Regions from separate parts of the Mus musculus genome. Here region 2 is linked to region 1. The links are chromatin contacts, called in public promoter capture Hi-C maps. All regions are on one chromosome and are shown on one strand. Each heading gives the region's core, a stretch centred on a gene start, on an enhancer-like site or on the middle of the called end of the contact. The rest is flanking DNA. Distances are from core to core; before and after follow the strand shown. Region 1 holds the start of Usp9x (ubiquitin specific peptidase 9, X chromosome). Region 2 holds the start of Nyx (nyctalopin).

The links. Promoter capture Hi-C pulls out the DNA fragments that hold promoters and counts their contacts.
Region 2: a contact with region 1 is called in a promoter capture Hi-C map of erythroid cells, with 134 times the contacts expected there. The contact joins the promoter of Nyx here to the promoter of Usp9x in region 1. A contact is called at or near these places in 1 of 39 promoter capture datasets (erythroid cells), 1 of 484 Hi-C or Micro-C datasets (cerebellum), 1 of 115 datasets of contacts at active chromatin or transcription factors (memory CD8 T cells) and 1 of 9 other capture datasets (liver).

The regions. Positions count from the first base shown.
Region 1 is chrX:13,068,425-13,073,995 of GRCm38.p6, forward strand. It overlaps Usp9x (ubiquitin specific peptidase 9, X chromosome), which reads left to right and starts at 3,074. Exons shown (of 45, transcript NM_009481.2): 1 at 3,074-3,309.
Region 2 is chrX:13,458,243-13,463,813 of GRCm38.p6, forward strand. Nyx (nyctalopin) reads left to right here and starts at 2,848. Exons shown (of 4, transcript NM_173415.5): 1 at 2,848-3,241.

The DNA.
Region 1 (5,571 bases), core at 1,824-4,323:
TAATGAATGGACATGTTAGGTATTTATTTTTTCATGTATTTACTGGCCATTCACATATTTGATGAGTGTGTGTTCAAATCCTTTGCCTATTTTCATTTTTAAATTTTAATTTTACCTTTTTGAGATAGAGTTTGACTGTATAACCCAGGCTGGACTTAAACAGAACATTGTCCTGCCTCTGACTCTGCCTCTCTGCCTCTCTGCCTCTCTGGCCTCGGCCTCTGCCTTTGCCTCTGCTGTGCTGGGATAACAGACAACTGTAACTGCCTTCTACCCATTTCCCTTTGCTTAGTTTTTACATTTTAAAAAGTGTGTGTGTGTGTGTGTGTGTGTGTGTGTGCGCGCGCGCGCGCACGTGTGCATGCATACATGCATTACAAGAGTTCAGAGGACAACTTGAAGGAGCCTATTTACTTCTTCCACCATGTGGGCTCCAAGGATCAAACTCAGGTTGTCAGGCTTCATAGCAAGCACCTTTACCTACTGAGCCATCTCACCAGCCTCTTTTGCTTTTTTGTTTTGTTTTATTTTTGGTTTTGCTGGTACTTTGGGCAGAGTTTTTCTGTGTAGTCCTGGATGTCCTAGAAGTCACCCTTTTGCTTACTTCTTTATTGAAGGGTTTTGTTTTGCTGTTTGTTGAGTTGAAGTTAATATTGTGGATGTTAATTCCTTATTAGATAAATGATTTACAGAGACTTTAAAAAACATTCTGTAGGTTGTCTAAAAAGAGTTAGATTGTTATTTTAAATTGACACATAGTAATCATATTTATAGGGTATAATGTGATAGCTTTTTTGTGAGAGGATGAATGGAGGTAGACAAATCTCTAGCCTTAGTCTTGTTAAAAATCATGTATTAGTTTTATTGTTTTTTTTTTTTATATTGGGTTACCTAAGGTTTTCCCTGAGTAAGATTATGTTATTTGTGAGGAAAGTTTTAATTGTTCCTTTCTTATCTGGGTATCTTTCATTTCTTCTCCTTCTCTGACTAGAACCTCAAGTATAATGCTGAATAGAATTGGCTACTGTGGACATTTCTGTTAAGGATGCACTTTAGATATGGCTAAAAGAGCTACATGTGCTTACCAGGCTTGTTGATCTTAAACTGATGATTTAACCGTTTTGTTTTCCTATCTAAAGTCAAGGCTAGAAATACCTATCCGTCTGTTTCAGAGGGTTCTGAGGATTAAATAAACCCACCATACCATGTACTTAGCAAATTAAGAGTGTTACATGGTTGGTAGGCTCTCTCTGGAGGCTCCATAAGCAAGGGAAAGCATGCACGGAAGTAATTATATAAATAAGATTGCATGTGGTAAGAGTTATAAGGACTATAAATAATGTGTTTAGGGTAAGCTATTAGTTTTGTGGTGAAAACAGTCTTGTGCTGTATAGAGAAATGGTTTCAAAAAATTACACCGGCAACATGCTGTCCCCTAAATTCTTTGGGATTCCATTTAATATTCCTTTATTAGAAATGACTGTGTTGGGCTGGAGAGATGGCTCAGCGGTTAAGAGCACTGATTGCTCTTCCAAAGCTCCTGAGTTCAATCCCCAGCAACCACACCGTGGCTCACAGCCATCTGTAATGGGTTCCAATTTCTTCTTCTGCTGTGTCTGAAGACAGGTACAGTGTACTCACATACATGAAATAAATAGAAAAAAATTTTTTAAAGAAATGACTGCTTATAGCATAAGTTCATCTATTCTATATGAAATGTAATTAACTTTATAGTATTTTATAATGATTTTTAAAGATTTGCTGCCAACAGGCATTTTTAAGTCAAAATGAAATATCGATCAGTAATTGTATTCATTTTCTCTTCATTTGTGAATTTTAGGTAAATTATAGAATCGTTTCAAACCTACAACGTTTGAGATTGCTCTGTTAAGTTCTTCCTCCGCAGCTTATAGTTCGGAGTCTCAATATGCAGAAAATAGTCCCTGACATAGCGGATGGGTTCATAAGTCCCTCCCAGGTTCTCACACTGAATGGTGTTGATGATATGGCAATAGAAGTTCATTTTGCTACATTTAGTATTACTGAGTAGCTAAGGTGTCTAGGACGGTGTATAATTTTTTGTCTTTACTGTTGTAAGGATTCCGGTGTCCAAAATGTTCTCAGTCCCAGTCACTATGCCTTTAAGACTGACGAAATGCTTTTAGGTACTGATGCTGCAGGATCGTGTGAATGAGCTGCTTAAAGCGCCTCCCTCAAAGTGGAGTGGGAAGCAGCTCCCCCCACCCCCCGCGACCCCGCTCTGGAGTTCAAGCCACACCTTCCCCCTATCGGCTGGGTGCAGGTGGCCAAACCCTCAGGACCTGGCACCACTGCTCTGTGGCTTGTCCTATCCTCGTGTCACGTGACATGGGTCAGCTGCGCAGTCGAGACCCTCAAGCAAGGCGGGTGCAAACGCCTAGCACCGGGACCCAGGAATCTAGTCTTTCCGTCACCCCCCCCCCCCACTCCCCAACCAATCCTCCGAACCATCCCGGAAAAGGGGGAGGCCGGTGACGTCACCATCCGGGCACTGGATGGTGGGGCCATGGTTCACAATGGAACAAAAACAAGCAGCCCTAGTCAAACTAGCGACGCGGCTGCAGCTTGCGTGCTTATTAACCCTTTCCTGTCCACATCCCTGCCATTCCCGACAGTCAGTCCCTTTGCCCAGGCCGCATGCCGGATCTCTCCCTTCCCCCCACTCCACCCTCCTCTTTGGAGTGGTCCGAGTCCTTCGTCAGCTCTCGGTTCGGTCCCCTACGGTTTGTAAGGGTCTCTGGCTCCCTCGCATGACCCCCTGCAGTGGCCGTCCGGAAGCGATGGTACGATCTTTCCCTAGCATTGTCTTCCCCTCCCCCACCCAGCTCGCAGTGTTCCAGGCGACGGGGCCTTGTCTGGGCCCCCTAGTGGCCCACAGCGCTCTTCCTTTCTTTCCCTCAACAGCCTGAGGTGGACAGGGAGAGGGGGCAGCTGGCCCAGAGGGGGGCTGGGCAAGGGGAGGGGCCGGGCCGGGCGCTGAGGGCGGGGCTTGGAGGGGGAGGGCCCTGATGGGGGCGGAGAAGCGCTGAGCCTTGGGCGGTGCTGAGACTAGTGGGAGTCTGCGCTGCCGCTGCTGTTGCTGCCGCCGTCGCCGCCGCCTCCGACACTGCCACCGCCACCGCCACCACCACCGGCCGTGCGGGTTTTCTTTCTTTTTCTTTCTGTCTTTTCTTTTCTTTCTTGATTTGTTGGGTTCGCCATATTGACGAGGCTGTGGTACCCAAGGCTGCGGAAGCTAGAGTCCGCCGGTGGCGGAGCCGCAAGCTCTCGGTAAACGGCCCATTGGGGCCCTCCTCCCTGTCCCAGCGAACCCCCTCCCTGCCTGCACCGGCTCCCAGGCCTCGCGGGAGTCGGCCGCCGCCGCCTCGCCCTCCAGGGAGGCGGCCGCCTTTACCGCCCCAGGGCTTGGGGTGGGTGACGGGAGTGAGGACAGGAGCGGTAGCTAAGCGAGCAGGCCTGGAGTGGGGGGACAGAGGCGGCGACTAGGGGAAGGTGAAACTGCCGCTGCAGGAGGAGGAGCAGGAGGAGGTGACGCAGGAGAAACGCACCGCCCGGAGCTTGTCTGAGCTCAGCGCCCGAGCCTGAGGGGAGAAGGGGGAAGAGGGCTGCGGCCGGCCGAGAGGGAGGCGGCGGCCGTGGTCACCGCTGCCCTAGGGCGGCCAGGGTGAGGGCCAGACCCCTGGTCGGTACGCGTCGCGCGTCGCGAGCCCGCCCGCCATCCGCAGCCTCTCATATTTTTGTCCCTCGCCAGCCCCCGGCTTGGGATGCTCCCAGGTTAGGCCCGGTCCCGGGATCGAGCTTTTGCATCTCGTCTCCCGCCTCCGCGTGGCCCGCTTCGTAGGAGACTCCCGGGTTGTGTTTGGTGAGTACCGAGCCCGGCGGCGCCCAGGGCCTCCGGCTGGCTGGAGGGCTGGGGAGGACGGCGCGAGGGGGTGTGTGTGCGTAAGCGGTCCTCCCTTGGGGGCCTGGCTGCCGGGGTTGGGGGTCGCCCCGAGCCCCGGCCGTCGCGGGCGCGCGCGAGCCTCCGTGGTGCGCGCGGCCGGCGTCCCGCGAGCGTGTGTCCGTGTCCGTGAGTGAGCGTGGCGCTGTGTGTGCGTGTGTGTTTTGGACTGGCAGGGAAAATGGCTGACGGCTCCGGCCCTCCCCCTTCCTCCCCCTTCCCTGCCTGACGGGAGTGGAGAGGAGGAGGAGGAGGAGAAGGAGGAGGATGGAGACTCCGGCGCGCCGTGCCGCCCCTCCACCCGCGCGGGAGGTCGGTCGGGAGCGCGCGGGGGCGCGGGCACGGCGCGGGCGGGGGCGGGGACGGTTGGTTCGCGCGCCCCTTAACCCGGCGGCGGACGCCCTCGGCCTGTTCCACTTGACACCGAACGCCATTACTGAGGTGGAGTGATTTGGAGCGGGAGCGCTAGGCCCCGGCGACGCCTGGCTATCAGGCCCGCGGACGAGTTGGCCTCCTCGCCGCCCTCCCGCGATAACCCGCAGTCGCTCAGCGGCCCAGTGCCCTGAGAAGGCCGAGCCGGTTATCGCTCCCCCACACCTCCCTCGCCCCCTCCGGCTGCTCACGGTGGGCCAAAGGCCCGGAAGGATGTTTTGATGCCGAAATCGCTTCCAAGCGACAGTAGACCGACCACCTTTGTATTTTTAGCTGTTCCTGAAGGAGGAGGAAAAAACGAAGACGAAGAAAGGAAATACTAGTATGTGCAAGTTTGTAACTGATAAAACCTTGAGATGCTGGTGATGTGAGGCTGCAGGCTTGATAAATGGCTTGTTTTTCATTCATTGTGAAATATTTAAGTTAAACAGGTGCGAAGCTGGGGGTTTTGTTTCTGTTTGGATTTCTTCAGAGACTGGAAGATAAGATTTTTAGATACGACGTGCTTAAATTATTTTGAAAGTTCTGTAGTTAACACCGTTAATTGAATTTTCACAGCCACAGTTTACAGGTGTGTGTAATTGCCACAGAGGGTCGTTGATTGTAAATGAAGGAATTGTGGGGTTTTGGTAATATTTTTGTTTCTGTTAGTAGGAGAGGCACTCGAAATAATTTTTTTTTAACCTTAAAACCCACCAGCCTTGCATCTCTCTTTTTTTGTATAATTTGACTTATGAAGAATTATTTTGGGTGTACTTACGTGGGAACTCTGTAGCCAGTAATAAAAGAGCTCATTCGCTTCATTTATTATAAGGATTGGTTAACCATGACTAGGTTTGACACTTGAGCTTAATTAAAAATAGATACTACAAACTCTTCTTTAGATCCTTCTAGTCTACTAAATCATCAGGCTGCCATTTTGGCTTCAGCAAAATGTCTTTCAATTCTTAGAAGATTTAGGTATTAAGTATACAGACATAGCAACATTTATTTTTGCAATGTTTAAACTTACTTGCTTTGTCATACTTGTGACTTTAACCCTTTATACTTTATTGTTCCAGTGTTTGGGTAGAATGAAAGCCAGAAGTATTTGGAATTTAATGTTTCAAGTGTGAAAATAAGAAGCAAAAGTATGTTTTGTTTTCTCTTACTAAAAAGTC
Region 2 (5,571 bases), core at 1,598-4,097, 390 kb after region 1:
CACATTTGGAATTCTGGGGACTTTTCAGAGGATGTATATATGCTAGAGCCTCAATAGTGTGACTGGGTGGTTGGTGGTTGGATGCTGTTGGGTGTTGTATATTGTGGTTTTTCAAGTGATCATGAACAAAAAAAAATGAGAAGGAATTAGCTATCCTGGTGATGACAAACAAACTTTCCCCAAGGAACTTGTTGACCCCAGTGAGCAGGAAGCAGTCTACTGATAATGGCCCCCTTTCCCTCCTATCCTTTTTTCACTCCTACCTAATGTTGGGGGGTTGAAAGGATGAAATAAGGGTGGAAGAAAAAAGAACCCACAAAGTGGCCAAAAGCCTGGCTACAGACATTGGTAAAAGAAAGATGATTTATTTACAAATTGGCCAAATGGGGAGGTGGAGAAGTCTAAATTCCTCCCGAGTGAGCCTTTGGCCATTTTACAATTTATAAAAAGTCATAGGACAATGCCTAGAACACATGTAAATGTAAATGAGGCATGCTAATCGATTCTTTCCTAAGATAAGGGGACCCTGGTCCCCAGATTGTCTATGTTCCCTGTAACAGAGTTTTTATTTCTTTTATTTGTGTGTGTTGTCTGTGTGTAGTACATGCTTGGTGCACAGAAGTAATGGTCAGAGCAGGATGTTTGATGTTTTTCTCTATTGCTCTCAGCCTTGTTGCTTTGCTTAGGAAAGATCTCTTACTGAACAGGAAACCTGCGGGTTCAGGTAAGTGGGCTGGGCAAGCAGCTCCCAGGATCCACTTGTGTTTCAATGCTGTGGTTACAGTCATGTGCAGCTGTATCTGGGGTTTTTTTTTTTGTTTGTTTTTTTTTAATGTTGGTGCTGAGGGTTTGATCTCAGGGCCTCATGCTTTGCTTTTACCTCTCTCCACAGCCATCTTCTTTGTCCCAATATATCTTTGTTTTTCATTCCACGTTTTAGAAACATAAAATCATTTATATATAATGTATATTTATAACAATGTACATGCATGTATGAATGTGTATAACAGAGAGAGAAGAGAAGAGAAGAGAAGAGAAGAGAAGAGAAGAGAAGAGAAGAGAAGAGAAGGGAGGGGAGGGGAGGGGAGGGTTAAGGAGAGGAGCGGGGAAGGGAAGGGAGGGGAGGGGAGAGGAGCAGGGAGGAGAGGAGAGGAGAGGAGAGGAGAGGAGAGGAGAGGAGAGGAGAGGAGAGAAGAGGAGACAAGAGAAGACAAGAGAAGACAAGAGAAGAAAAGAGAAGAGAAGAGAAGGGAAGAGAGTCACATATAATCCAGGGTGGCTTCAAATACAGTTCTTCTGCTTCAGCCTCTTGTGTGCGGGCTTTTAGTTATGCATTGTTAGTCGTACCACCAATGATATACTCTCTATAATGTTATATATATTTTAATTTTACTTCAAACTATGTTTATAATTGAAATAGAATCATACCACTTTCCTCCCTCTAGCACTTTCCAGCTACCCTTCCCTGATGCCCTCCTATGTCCTCGTATACTCCTAAGTAGATAGCATATTTTATTTATTGTTACATACATATTTGTGTGCATGTGAGTATGAAATATGCACGCGCGTGTGCACACACACACACACACACATATCCAACCTGCTCAGTCCATTTTTGTTGGTGATGTGTGTGTGTGTGTGTGTGTGTGTGTATGTGTGTTCAAGGCTGACCATTCTGCATTAGACAACCAATTAAGGATGCTCATTACTGGGAGAGGCTAGTCATCTTTCCCAAAGCCATTAGTTGCCTGTAGGTAGCTCTTTGCCTAAGGATGGGGCCTGGTGGATTTCCCCTTCCCTGAGAACATGTCTGTGATATTACCTTTGTTCTGGTTTGTTTATGCAGTCATTTGTAGGAGAGACCATTTCACAGCAGACTTCCTTCTCTTCATCGATGCTCCCTGAGTCATAGATGCAGGAGTGGTGGTGTAGGTGTATCCATTGGGCCTGAGCTCCCTAGAATCTATTGCTCCAGTTGTGGTTTTCTGTGGTAGCCTCCATTTGCTGTAAGGAGAGGGTTCTTTCACGAGGAACGGTAGCCACATGTATCCAGGAAAGGCGACTCTCAAACCTAACAGGATTTTAAATTCAAGTCCAGGTGAGGAAAATGTTTTAAAGCTCACCCATTTTTTCAAATAGACGCCTCAGGGGTTTTGTGGGGTGGAAGATCCCATCCCATCTCAGGCCCGACAGACTTCTTTGTCCCTAGATCCATTCCTTTGACAGGTGGAAAGTGGAAGCCTTTGTATCTTTTCTTTGCTGGTCAGCTTCAAGCTCTAGCCTCGTGTATGTCTGTCAAACACTAATTTTCTAAGTGGCAAAAGGTGCCTATCTGAGAGCAGCAGGGAGGCCCAAGCCTCTCCCAGCATTTGTTTTTCTGACAGGTCATCAGCAGAGACTCAGTTGCCTGGTGGCTCAACATTGCACAGACTCAGGTATCTTCGATGGCTTGTCTTCTGAAATCAGATGTTCCGGGATCTTTTGCCTGCCTTGAATACCTGTGATAAGAGAATTCTGAAACTCTCTAAATTAAGTTACAGGCCAGAGAATGGAGGAAGAGATCAGATGAGATTATTTTAACTGACAGCTTCCAGCTAAATCAACAAAGAAAAGGACAAATCTGCTGCACTGCATTGTTGCCCTGTGTGCCGAAGACTACCCATTGAAGGTCACCTCACTTTCAGCTTTCAGAACGGACTTGCCAAAATGCAGCAATTCTGCTATGGACTGACTAACCCTTCACTCCTGGGACTCTGCCCAATTCCTCTTATCCTAGTCCTTCTGATCACAGATCAGAACAATTCCTTTCTTCCCCCTAACATTTTATTCTAAAGCCTCTAGCTCCTTAGGTCCATAACTACTGATTTCAACTGTTGTCTGGCCGTGCTGCTGGTGGCTTAGGAAACCTGTCCCAGGACCTCTTTCACCTCTTAGCATGTGTCAGCGCCATCAACCATTGTTTCAGAGGCCTCTTTGAGACTGGGACATTGATTTGATACTTGGCAGTTCCCTGCTGCATTGAGTTTGGGTCTTTTCCTTGGGCAAGGCAGATGGGCCTACAGCTCTATTTTTGGAGGCCACAGAGAGTGGCGATTTCACATGCAGCTCCTGGAACGTGCATTTTGGAGTATTAGGGCAGCGAGTCTGTTGAGAAGCACAGCAGAAGAAATCCTGGGCCAACCCTTTATGTGCTGTGTCAGACTGGCTTATTATCCACCCTCCTGACTCCAGGGTCAGTCAGGTGAGTAGGTCACTGAAGGACCCTCTCCAGAGGGACTTTTGGCAGGCTGTCCTTTGACCAGGGCAGCTAGCCTTCCAGCGACTTCAGGTGCGTGACTAAGATTTCCGGCTCAGGCGTGCCCCGGGCCTTTCCGGGCCAGGCAGCCGCCCCCGCGCCGCCATGCTGGAGCCTGCTTCCTGGCGGGGACGATAAGATAGGTTGCGGTGGCACTGGTCCAGCGCTGGAGCTTCAGCGCCCTCTGATGGGCAAGCCTGGGAGGGCGGGGCCCATGCTCGGATGCCCCGCCCCACCAGACCTTGGGAGCGGGCGGGGCTGCAGCACGGGTTACCCGCAGTGGCTGTCCAGGTTTCGCAAGGACGTGACCTTGAGAGGGAAAAAGTCCCCTGGTGCGTCACGAGTGGTTGCTAACCCGGGCTAGCGAGCTGAACTAGTTTTCGAAATCCAGAGAGGTGGGAAGGAATAGGGACTTAAACGTTCATACTGGGGACTCGTGGCCAGCTGCCCCTCTACGACCGACCGCCAAGGCACGCTTTGTGCGCAGGACCCGGAATCCGGTACGAGCCTGCATCCCGACTTTGTCTGGGCCTGTCCTTGGGGTGACGTCATTCTGAGAGTCAGCAGAATAAGTAGCGTCCCCTGCTGCAGTCCAGAGCTAAGGCTGTGAATTCAGGTCGATTCCCCCAGCCCTACAAGGAGCCAGGGATTCCAACAAAAGGATGGTTTCAGCTAAGGCAGTTTAGGGGTGCCTCATCCTGATCTCACATAGGCAGTGAGGGTGACTCTTTGGCTTCTTACTGGAATCTCAGGAGAGAAAACAAAAAAAAAAAAAAAACAACAAAAGCAAAACAACAAAAACCAACCATAACCTAGGCGACCAATTCCTTGCTCTGCCTTCAGCATTGTAACCTCAAGTTTTCTGAAGAAGCTTCGTCTGATTAGAACAACTTGGTGTGGAATTTTGTGAAAAGAGGAGAGTCAAAATTGACTTATTTTAGAACCTTTAATAACCATTTACTTTATTTTTTTATATCTGACCCAACATGTGTGTGTGTGTGTGTGTGTGTGTGTGTGTGTGTGTGTACGTGAATGGATGGCTCATGCCCACCAGTGCACTTGTGGAGTGCATGTGGAATCCAAAAGACAACCTTGGGTGCCCTTCCTCAGAAGACATCCAATTGATTTATTTTGAGACTTGTCTGAAGCTTGCTAAGTAGGCTGGCTTGGCTGGCTTGGCTGGCTAGTGATCTGTCTGTTTCTGTTACCATGTTGGGTTGTTTTTTTTTTTTTTTTTAATGTGGTTTCTGGGGATCCAACTCAGATTTACTGAGTAAGCTATCTTCCCAGCCATGACCTAAATTCTTTACAAATTAAAAAAAAAGTGTTTGTATTTGTGTGTGTAGGTGTGTGTGCCACCTTGCATGAGTGGAAATCAAAAACCAACTTACAGGATTCTCTCCCTCCACCATATGGGTCTGGGGGGAATCCAACTCAGGTTATCAGGTTTGGCAGCAAGCACTCTTAATAGCCGAGCCATTTTACAGGCTCCTGGCCCAACGTTCTTGTTCAGAGAAGCCCTCATCAGTATATCACAGAACTTAGCAGACCTTTGACCTCCACCTACCCTAAAACAAAGCACTCTAGATGACACATACCTATGGAGCAGCTTTGTGGCTGTGCAGTTGCCAGGCTACATGATGTTCCTACCAATGTAATTGAAAGTTTATTGACTTACAACTTTACATTCTTCTGTGACTATACAGTTCATGTCATCTCTTCTACTGTGGAATGTGACATTCAAGGTTCCCAGGCCATATGACTCAGAATAAACTATTTTCTTACTTCCTTTATGTCAACACTTGGCATCTTGAGCAACAGGTCTCTTGCAGTTTCTGAGCCCTAGTTTCCTTACATGAGGAATCTAGAGTCTGGGTTAGACTATGAGGCACAGAACTTCAGGGAGTCCATTTGAGACCAGAAAGTGAGAGGAAAAGGCAGGATAAAGGCCAATCTTTATCCTAGTTCTTTTATTCTAGATCCTTCGCTCATTTTCACACAGGCTTCACTTCAGGCAAACAGTTGAACACCTCCACCTAGATAGCAAACATAGGCTAGCCTCTAATATTTGTGGGATCTGGGGTTAGAGTATACAGGGAGGGTCATGTACCACGTGTCTAAACGTTTGGACGTTTTAAATATTTGAAAGTTATAGATCTAACTAACTAACTAACTAACCATCGAATAAAATATGTCCTATCCTCCATCTCTCTGTCTCTGTCTCTGTCTCTGTCTCTGTCTCTGTCTCTGTCTCTGTCTCTCTCTCTCTCTCTCTC